Linked DNA regions of Mus musculus: all the other regions are linked to region 2. Evidence: chromatin contacts called from public promoter capture Hi-C data. All regions are on one chromosome and are shown on one strand. The core of a region is the stretch at or near the end of the contact, and the rest is flanking DNA. Distances in the headings are between cores, read along the strand shown.

The links. Promoter capture Hi-C pulls out the DNA fragments that hold promoters and counts their contacts.
Region 1: a contact with region 2 is called in a promoter capture Hi-C map of pre-B cells. The contact joins the promoter of 1700112D23Rik here to the promoter of Ect2 in region 2. A contact is called at or near these places in 7 of 39 promoter capture datasets (the 3T3-L1 cell line, frontonasal cranial neural crest, hematopoietic stem and progenitor cells and 3 more), 4 of 484 Hi-C or Micro-C datasets (CD4 T cells, erythroblasts and pre-B cells) and 2 of 115 datasets of contacts at active chromatin or transcription factors (extraembryonic endoderm stem cells and large pre-B cells).
Region 3: a contact with region 2 is called in a promoter capture Hi-C map of pre-B cells. The contact joins the promoter of Tnik here to the promoter of Ect2 in region 2. A contact is called at or near these places in 2 of 39 promoter capture datasets (liver and pre-B cells) and 1 of 484 Hi-C or Micro-C datasets (regulatory T cells).

Annotation. Positions count from the first base shown.
Region 1 is chr3:28,779,672-28,782,371 of GRCm38.p6, reverse strand. It overlaps 1700112D23Rik (RIKEN cDNA 1700112D23 gene), which reads left to right and starts at 1,250. Exons shown (of 3, transcript NR_166152.1): 1 at 1,250-1,401. Eif5a2 (eukaryotic translation initiation factor 5A2) reads right to left here and starts at 1,095. Exons shown (of 5, transcript NM_177586.6): 1 at 959-1,095; 2 at 156-356. The coding sequence starts at 320.
Region 2 is chr3:27,152,586-27,155,285 of GRCm38.p6, reverse strand. It overlaps Ect2 (ect2 oncogene), which reads left to right and starts at 1,408. Exons shown (of 24, transcript NM_001177626.1): 1 at 1,408-1,583. It overlaps 1700125G22Rik (RIKEN cDNA 1700125G22 gene), which reads right to left and starts at 1,260. Exons shown (of 3, transcript NR_040548.1): 1 at 976-1,260; 2 at 355-546.
Region 3 is chr3:28,261,951-28,264,672 of GRCm38.p6, reverse strand. Tnik (TRAF2 and NCK interacting kinase) reads right to left here and starts at 1,459. Exons shown (of 33, transcript NM_026910.1): 1 at 974-1,459. The coding sequence starts at 1,030.

The DNA.
Region 1 (2,700 bases), core at 1-2,500, 1.6 Mb before region 2:
ATTAAATGGAGAGCTTTACTGAGAGTAATGTCTGACCATTCAAGAGACTGAGGGGAAGGAAAAAAAGTTATTTTTCAATATAGAAACCTCACGATGTAGAATGGAACACGAATGATCTTAACGGTGAAGCCAAAAAATGACTTGGAAGGGCCTACCTTGGCATGACCATGCTTCCCAGTCTTGGAAGTTGACATCTCCACGATTTTGCATGGTCGCCCTTTGAGCACGACGAAGCCGTTTTTGCGCAGGGCTGAGCACTGCATAGGATAAGTGCTGGAAGCCCCTGCATCTCCAGTAGTGAAATCAATTTCGTCTGCCATGGTGGACTGGGGAGATGTGCGGTTTTTCTGAGGGAACTATGCGAAAAGTTTGTTTGCGTTTTAATAACCGGCATGCAGGCGGGGTTATGTCTCATTTTGAAGACAGGTAGCCGAGCATCACTAGCCCGTTATGTTTGCATTTATAGAACACCCACTCTGAGTGGAGTATACTTTGCCATTCAGGCCTCTGAAAACTTTTCCAGCCCTTGGTGGGAGGTGGGGAAAGGAGCCGCAGAAGAGCTCGCCGGAGAGTGAAGGCGACACCAGCGCCCAGCCGGCAGGTCCAGTCCCCACCACCCCACCGCAAGAAGTGCCCACGACCTTCCTGCGCCGGGATGCGGGGCCCGGCGCCTCCCTCCGTCCCATCCCCGCTGCCAAGGTATCAGCCAGGCCGCAGGTTCGGGGAAGACTGGGACAGGAGCACCCGGCCGGTTGCACCTGGCCCTCAGTGCGCCTAGGACCCGCAGCGGCGCCGCCCTGGCATCCCGGTTCGGCCCAGCGGTAAAGGGCCCTAGCTCCGGCGGTCCCGCGCTTGCCGCCCTCCAGTTCCCAAGCATCTCGGCTCCTCCCCTCGCCCGGACCCCAGCATCACCGGCTGCATCCCCCGCCGCCCCGCCGACCCGGCCCCAGGTCTTCACCTTCCGGCCCCGCACCGCACGCCTTTGCTGCGTCCGCCGGTCCCTGCGGCTGCGGCGGCGCTGGCGGCCGCGGCTGGTCCAGGAGACGGGGCGGGGCCGCCACGCTTCCCACACCCGGCTCCCCGCCCCGGCCCGCCCAGCCCGGGCCCGCCCCGCCGCGACCACACTTCCGGGATAGGCCCCGGCGCGCCACAGGCCCCGCCTCCAGGTCGCCCATTGGCTCGAAGCTTCCCGAGGTCCCGCCCCGTCACGTGAAGCTCGCCCTGGCAACCCCACGTGCTGCGGATTAGTGCACTTCCGGCGTGCAGAGCTGCCTGCAGTCGACTGTTTGAAGCTTCGCAGTGTTCCCGGGCGAGATGCATCCTCATCTTCAGTTCGGCGCCCAGTTGACCTTGGGGACGACTATTAGGACCAGGTAGCTTGCTCTGGGCCCTAGCACGCAGGTGCGTGGATGCTGTCACTTAATGGTCTTCAAACTCTCAAGTCCTGCTGATTTTGCAAGAGTCCCGAGTGTTGGTGGAGTGGAACTTTGATTCAAGCTTCTGGTACAGCTTGCAGCCCTCCTTGGGGCTGGAATCCGTGCTTGGAGCTCGAAGAGTGCTAGGTGTGGTATGCTATTTCATGATTCTGCATTGTAGATCCTCAGAGGACTCCAGACACTATGACGAGGTGCTGGTGAAGTCAGCAGTGTTCTCAGGGGCGGGAAATCCCATGTACCCGAGACTCTACGGTGACCTTTGATCTTCCTGGCATCGGTGTGCCCTAGAGTTTGAGGTTTTGTTTTTGTTTTTGTTGTTAAATGATTAAAGACAAAGATTCTCGAGAAGTGTGCTTTCCTTTCACAGTTTTATCATAGCTTCATCTCTCACCTTGGAAAGAATCAAGGTAATTAACTGACCACCCCACAACCCAGTTCATGTTGTTCAGTGATTTGGTATTGCTGTCCTATAAACAAATCTAGTCTCATAGTCACTTACACGTATATGCAGAACACATTTCATTTGTGTTGTCTAGAAGCAATAAGCACATGGCTTCCATAAAGTAAACTCTGCCTCTTGTTACAGAAAGAGCCGAATTAGGACCCCTGGCTTCTGAGTTCCCTCTGCTTTTCCCTATTGTTGTTGTTACTATTGCTCCTGCTAATACTTAAGTAAGAATTACATAGTGTACTGTTTCATCTCTATTATTAAATCTTGACTACTAAAGTTTTTGTTTAAACTAAGGTTAATGTTAGAATATATATGAAATAAGATTTAAGAGGCTTGAAAAAGGAAATCAGATGTACGATCACCTCCATTGTCAGGATATAGTAGAATATTATCACGTTCCAAAATTTTCTGTGCCTTTTGGTCATCAGCCCTCTTTTTCACCCCTACCTTACACCCAGCCAGACCTTCCCAACTATTAACAGTTACTCTTTTACTCCTCATTTTGAATTATGGGGAAAGGCTGGGCAGGACAATAAGGCAGGGTATAAGAGCCACTCATAATCAAAGTTGAAATCACTTCTTTGTCTATCACCATATTCATGTAAGATTTGTATGTGGACCCAAATGACTATTTAATTCGACAAATACAGTGACTTTTCCCGAGGTCTCTAGAACACTGAAGTGGCAAATTCTCAGCCCTTGATTCTGGGAGAGTTACAGTATTAGGTTCCTTGTAGGTTCCGGAGGCCACATTTTCATGGTGAACAAGTGATTGGTATGTTTAGTTCTACAAGAGGCACGTTATTTCACATG
Region 2 (2,700 bases), core at 159-2,658:
CTCACCAAAGGGCTGCCCTCGCTGTAAGAGGCTAAGCTAGCCTTCCTGCACTGCAATCCTACACTCTCACCCAACAGACTGGGAAGCTAGCTCTCCTCGGGCAGGGCACAAAGGAGGCGGCTGCCTTCTACTTTAGTGAGGAGAATGCTTGGAATGCCAGACACACCCCAGTTTAAATTGCAAGCACACTTCTCTGGGCAAGGTCCAGGCCGATTTTTCCTTTCTTCCACTCCAAAGGCTAGTGCGGAATTCTAGTGATTGGCAGGCCATAGATACTGGTAGGCAAAAAACCCTAAAAACCAACCAACCAGACAGACAAAACTATAGATTGTTTTACTCATTCTATGAACTCACCGTAGACTTGTCGAACTGCTTAGGCTGTCAAGAAGTTCTTTTGGTTTTAAAGTAGATTTTGGGCTTAAAGTGAGTTGGCTCAGTGGTTTAAAGCGTTTGTTTCTCACACATAGGCCGTGAGTTTGATTTCCAGCACCCACCTGGTGGTTCATCATTCTCTGTAATTCCAGTCTCTGGGGATCTGGCCTCCTCCTATGTCCAAGGACAGCAGGCACTCACAAATGCACATACGTTCAGGAAAAAATAATATGTATAGGCAAAAAGACACATAAAATTTATCAATCTAAATTTCAAAAGTGCTTTAAAAACCTCTTAATGAGATTTGGGGCCTAGCAACCGATCCAAACACTTGGTAAGGTTTTGAAAGTGAAAAATAATTGTTTTGAGTCCTGGTCTCCTATAGCCTAGGCTGGTCTTGTCCTCCTTAGTACAGGCTTTGAGACCACACCCAGCTAGAAGTGTATGCCTAGGCGACTGTATTATAGAACATTCCATCTAGAAACAAATTTCAAAATAGCAATACTGATCCCAGGGGTAAAACAATCCCTTCTTTTCTAGACTTCCAAGCACAGTCACTAACATTCCTAAGCTGGGAGTTGGGGTGGGGAGGGAGCAACCCACCCAGAAGCAGTTTTGCTTCAGGAGATTCTAAAATCTCCTTATACACTTTTTTATATTAATTACTCAGATGCAAGCTTGTCTTCAAAAATAAAATCTGGTTAGTAGTAAGAGCGGATCGGTTTGCGGTGCTTGGTACTTTTTCTTGAAGTTGGAGGTGATGGCAGAGAGACCGTTCATCAGGAACTGGGCTGTTTACGGAGTAAACAAGCGGTAACCACAGAAACACCTGCTGCATCCAGAGGCGCTGCAGAGCCACGCCTCCTCAAGCCCACATCCGGGCACTCCGCCGACGTTCGCACGCTCCAGCCGTTTACCGGATTTGAAACACACTCACAACCAATCAGCCGGCGCCTCCCGAAGGCAGACGTTGGGATTGACCAATCGGCAGTCCGCCCGAGGTTCCAGCCTATCAAAAGGAGGTTGACAGAGCGCGCCAATCAGCATGGCTCTTAGAGAGAGCGACTGGATTTTTTTGAATCGGAGGCGGCAGCCTCTCTCGAGCCATGGCGGCGCCTGTGAGGGGGAGACTTAGTGTTTGAGAAGGATAAGCGAGGACTGCGCCGTCGTGGTTCCTTTTTAAAATCTCTGAGCGTGGTGAGGACTGCGGGGTGAGTGGGGGACGGGAAGGGATTCGGGAACCCGGAACTGAGCACGGGCCGTGGCGACCAAGGCCGGCGCCCCCGCCGCGGTGAGCTCCCACGGCTGCGTACCTGTCTGTCCCGCTCCCCTCCATCCTCCTTCCCCACATCCGCCTCCTGTCCTGCCCTCTGCTCTCGTCCCGGCCCTTCCTTGCGGGAGGCTGGGCTCTCTATCTATTCTGCTTCTGTCCGGCGCCTCAGGGTGAAGGGCGCAGTTGGGACCGGGATTTTGGCCTCCCGCCCGCCCGCCGCAGCCCCGAGCTGCCTTGATTGTTTTGTGGTTTCCCTCTGGAATTCCTGTAGAATTCCGATTTTCAATTTTTAAAAATATAAAACACAGGCCGCCCCGCCCCTTCCTGGCCACAGATGTGTGTGGTTAGCGGTTAACTTAGCTCCCTCAGTTAGACCCGGCTAGGAGTCGCTGTGTGAGCAACTTCCTTAGCCACAAACTGGATATGACAGTGACATTTGTCTTTTAGGATGGCTGCAAGCGTTAAAAAGTGGCAAGGGAAAGATTTAAGATAGTGACTAAAATATTGAGCTCTAAGTAAATGAGAATCGCTAATTGCACTGTTATCAATAACGTATACACTATTGTAGTTTGGGTTCCTTACTCTGGTGTGACGTGTTTATGGAAAAAAAAAAGGTTTATTTAAAAGAAAAGCTGAAATGACTATTTGTTTAAAAGAATCCATGTGTTTGTGAGACAAGATCTCAGGTACCCCAGCATAGACTTGAATTGTGGAGCCTAGGGTGACAAGGAACTCTGTCTGCCTCTACCCCCTCTTCTGGGTGCTCGGATTACAGGTGTACTTTCACCTTACCTGGTTTCTGAGGTGCCCGCGGATGACTTCATGCACACTGACTGCAGCTGAGTCACATCCCGAGTCAAAGATAGATTGTTTTTATGATCACGATTCCGTTGTGTTTATTTTTAAAAGGTCTGTAGAATATGTGAAAAGGAAGAAAGTGACCTGGTGCACTTAAGTTTGCGGTGATGTTGGGTGCTAGATGCTGGTTGTATCACTAGTGTAGCGTGTAGCTCTTTTGCTGTATATTATGGAGCTGTTTTGGTAATAAATGATCT
Region 3 (2,722 bases), core at 210-2,709, 1.1 Mb before region 2:
GCTGCAATGGGATTCCTGGCAGTCTGATTTTCAAACAACAGCAAAATGGATTCTAGATCACTAAAGTCTTATTCAATACAATGGAACGACGTCTGAGGTGTTTCATTAGGTAAAGGCAAAGCGGCCGGGCTCGGGGAAGGGAATATGTTTTACAAAGGACTGTTCACAGACCTGGGACACACACACACACACACACACACACACACACACACACACACACACACACACACACAGGCACACAGGCACACAGGCACACACGCACACACAATCTCTCCAGGGAGTTCCGGTGTGGTGAGGAGAAGCGGTTAAGCTTCTCTTTCACCTGCTGAAGTTCAGCCATAAAACTGAAAGGTCACAGTCACCGAGGGAAGGAATAGGCAGGGCTGAGTTCAAACCACAGATAAAGGTGAGTGCACACTGGCATATAGGGAAGAGCTGAGCCGGAGCCCCAGCACCGGAGACAGAAGCCGGGAAGGGAGTCAGTTAGCACCTACAAGACCAGCCCAGAGCAGCAATTACTGCTCCATTGGAGCAGCAGGGTCCGCTGGTAGAGACAGCTAGCTCACGATGGCATCTTGCAGGTAGCTGGCAAACGTGAAGGGCCAGTGCCTTTCTTCTCCAAGAGAATCTTTTGCAGCAAGGAGCAGTCGGGTCTCGCGCCTTGGCACGAGACGGTTGCCCGGGTACACACACACACACACACACACACACACACACACACACACACACACACACCAGCCTTTCATGTAATGCTCTTACACCGATCGAAGATGAAACTGACAAGCTCTACCAGCTTCCTTGCGGAACCTCGGGAACAGCCTAGGAGCACAAGGGGAGCCCAGCCCCTGCTGTAGGGGTAGGGGCTCAGCCTAGAACCCCTCGGCTGCCCCGGAATTAGAACAGAAAGGCAGGGAACGTTCCCTCTTTCAGCCCTAGACCATTGGAAAAAAAGGAAAAAACACGTTCTGCTCACCCTCAGGGCGGAGAGATCGATTTCATCCAGGCTGCGAGCTGGGGAGTCGCTCGCCATGTCGACTCTTCGCGGGAGAAATGGACCAAAACCACCCCGAAGCGTCTTCCTTGGCAATTCCACCCCGGTCTATTTCGCTCGCGTCCTCATGCGGCTGTCCGCCAGAGAGGCCCGGGGCCCAGCCTCCCCCGCCCACCCGGGCCCCAGCAAGAGTCCGATCCCGATCTTCCGAGAGCGTCGATCCGCGGGATCCCGGAGCCCGACCTGCGCGGATCTCCAAGCCCGGAGCCGCGGTGCGTGTGGGCTGCGCGCCCTGATCGGCTAAGGGCGCTGGGGCTGCGTGGGTGTATTTAAATGGGACATGCTTCTTTGCTTGTGCGTGGATGGCGGCTGCATTGGCTGTTATAATGAGACATATCAACTCCTCCACTCAGCTGGGAGGTGGGGGTGGAGAACCACACAGAACTGTCTATCACCGCTTCCTGGGAGGAGTGGGGGGGGGGGGAGAGGCGTGGTCTCCGACTGGGGAGAGGCCGCGCTTCCTGACCGGGTCCCTCCGCCACTAGCCAGGGTGGGGGAGGGGTACGCACCCTTTCCGCCCCAGCTTTTGAGGGTTAATAGTGCTGAATCTAAACAGCCGTTTTTGAGCCTCTCTGTGCAGGAGCCTGAATGCTGAATATATATTTTTAATGTGTCCAATTTGTGCAGTGCACCAAAATGGCTCTTCGATCGTATCTTGGGGTTTCTTGACTGCGTTCAGATACTCTAATGGTGAAAAGGGTGGTGGGGAGAGGCAGCGGGAAAAGGCAGCAGCGTCCTCCCTCCCCCATTAATTATTTGTGGGGCTGGAGTAAAGGCGGGCCGGTGCAACCGGTGCATATAAGGACTTGTGCGCAGGGAAGGGGATCCGCCTCCCCGCGCAGAGCGAGTTGGGGAGAAGCTCACACGCGCCGAGCCGGCAGCCTGGCTTTGGTGCTGAGCAGTGGCCACAGGGTCACGGTCATTCGCGGCCACTGGGTTGCAGGAAGGCAGGCCCGAATCGTCTGTGGTTCTCTAGGCTGAGTAGGTTTGCTAGAAGCTGGAAATCCGAGAGATGTGAGCTCTGTCTGGATATCGCCACACCCAAGACCTGCGCGTGCCGCAATTCCCCACGGAAATGACCGAATTGAAAAGAGAAGCTTGCTCCCTGGGTGCAGTAGCTCGAAGGATTCAGGTGACTCCAAGGCCGACATTAATTGGGCAACATAGTACCTAACCCAGTGTTTCCTCCTTTGTAGCTTTTCCGCGGTGACCTACCTGGATTCATGGAGAAAGTTTGGCTCTAGGATAGTGAGCCCTGACCCGCGAGCTATTTGACTTCGCTCGCTTTTTCACTCAAGAGCTGGGTGTTTGCAGTGGTAACCCGTCATTCTTTATCAAAAGTGTAAAGTCACTTCCCCAACCCTCTCGCATCCTTGCCTGTCTCCTAGTTTGGCCACGCAAAATACGTCGGAAGAAAACATTTATAGTGAACTCTTCCCACTGGCTTCAACTCATCAATAGTTCTGAGTGTTCCTCTAGCATCTACTGAGATAAAAAGCTAAACATACTGGGGGGGGTTGATTTTTATTTGACTTTTTGTTTTGTTTTCTTTTGGGGGGAGTAGAGGTTCTTTTTGATTTATCTTATTGGTTGTTTGATTTGGTATGGTTATGAGACAGATCTTAAGTACTTAAAGGAAGTCTTCCCTTCACTGTGCAGCTGGGGATGGCC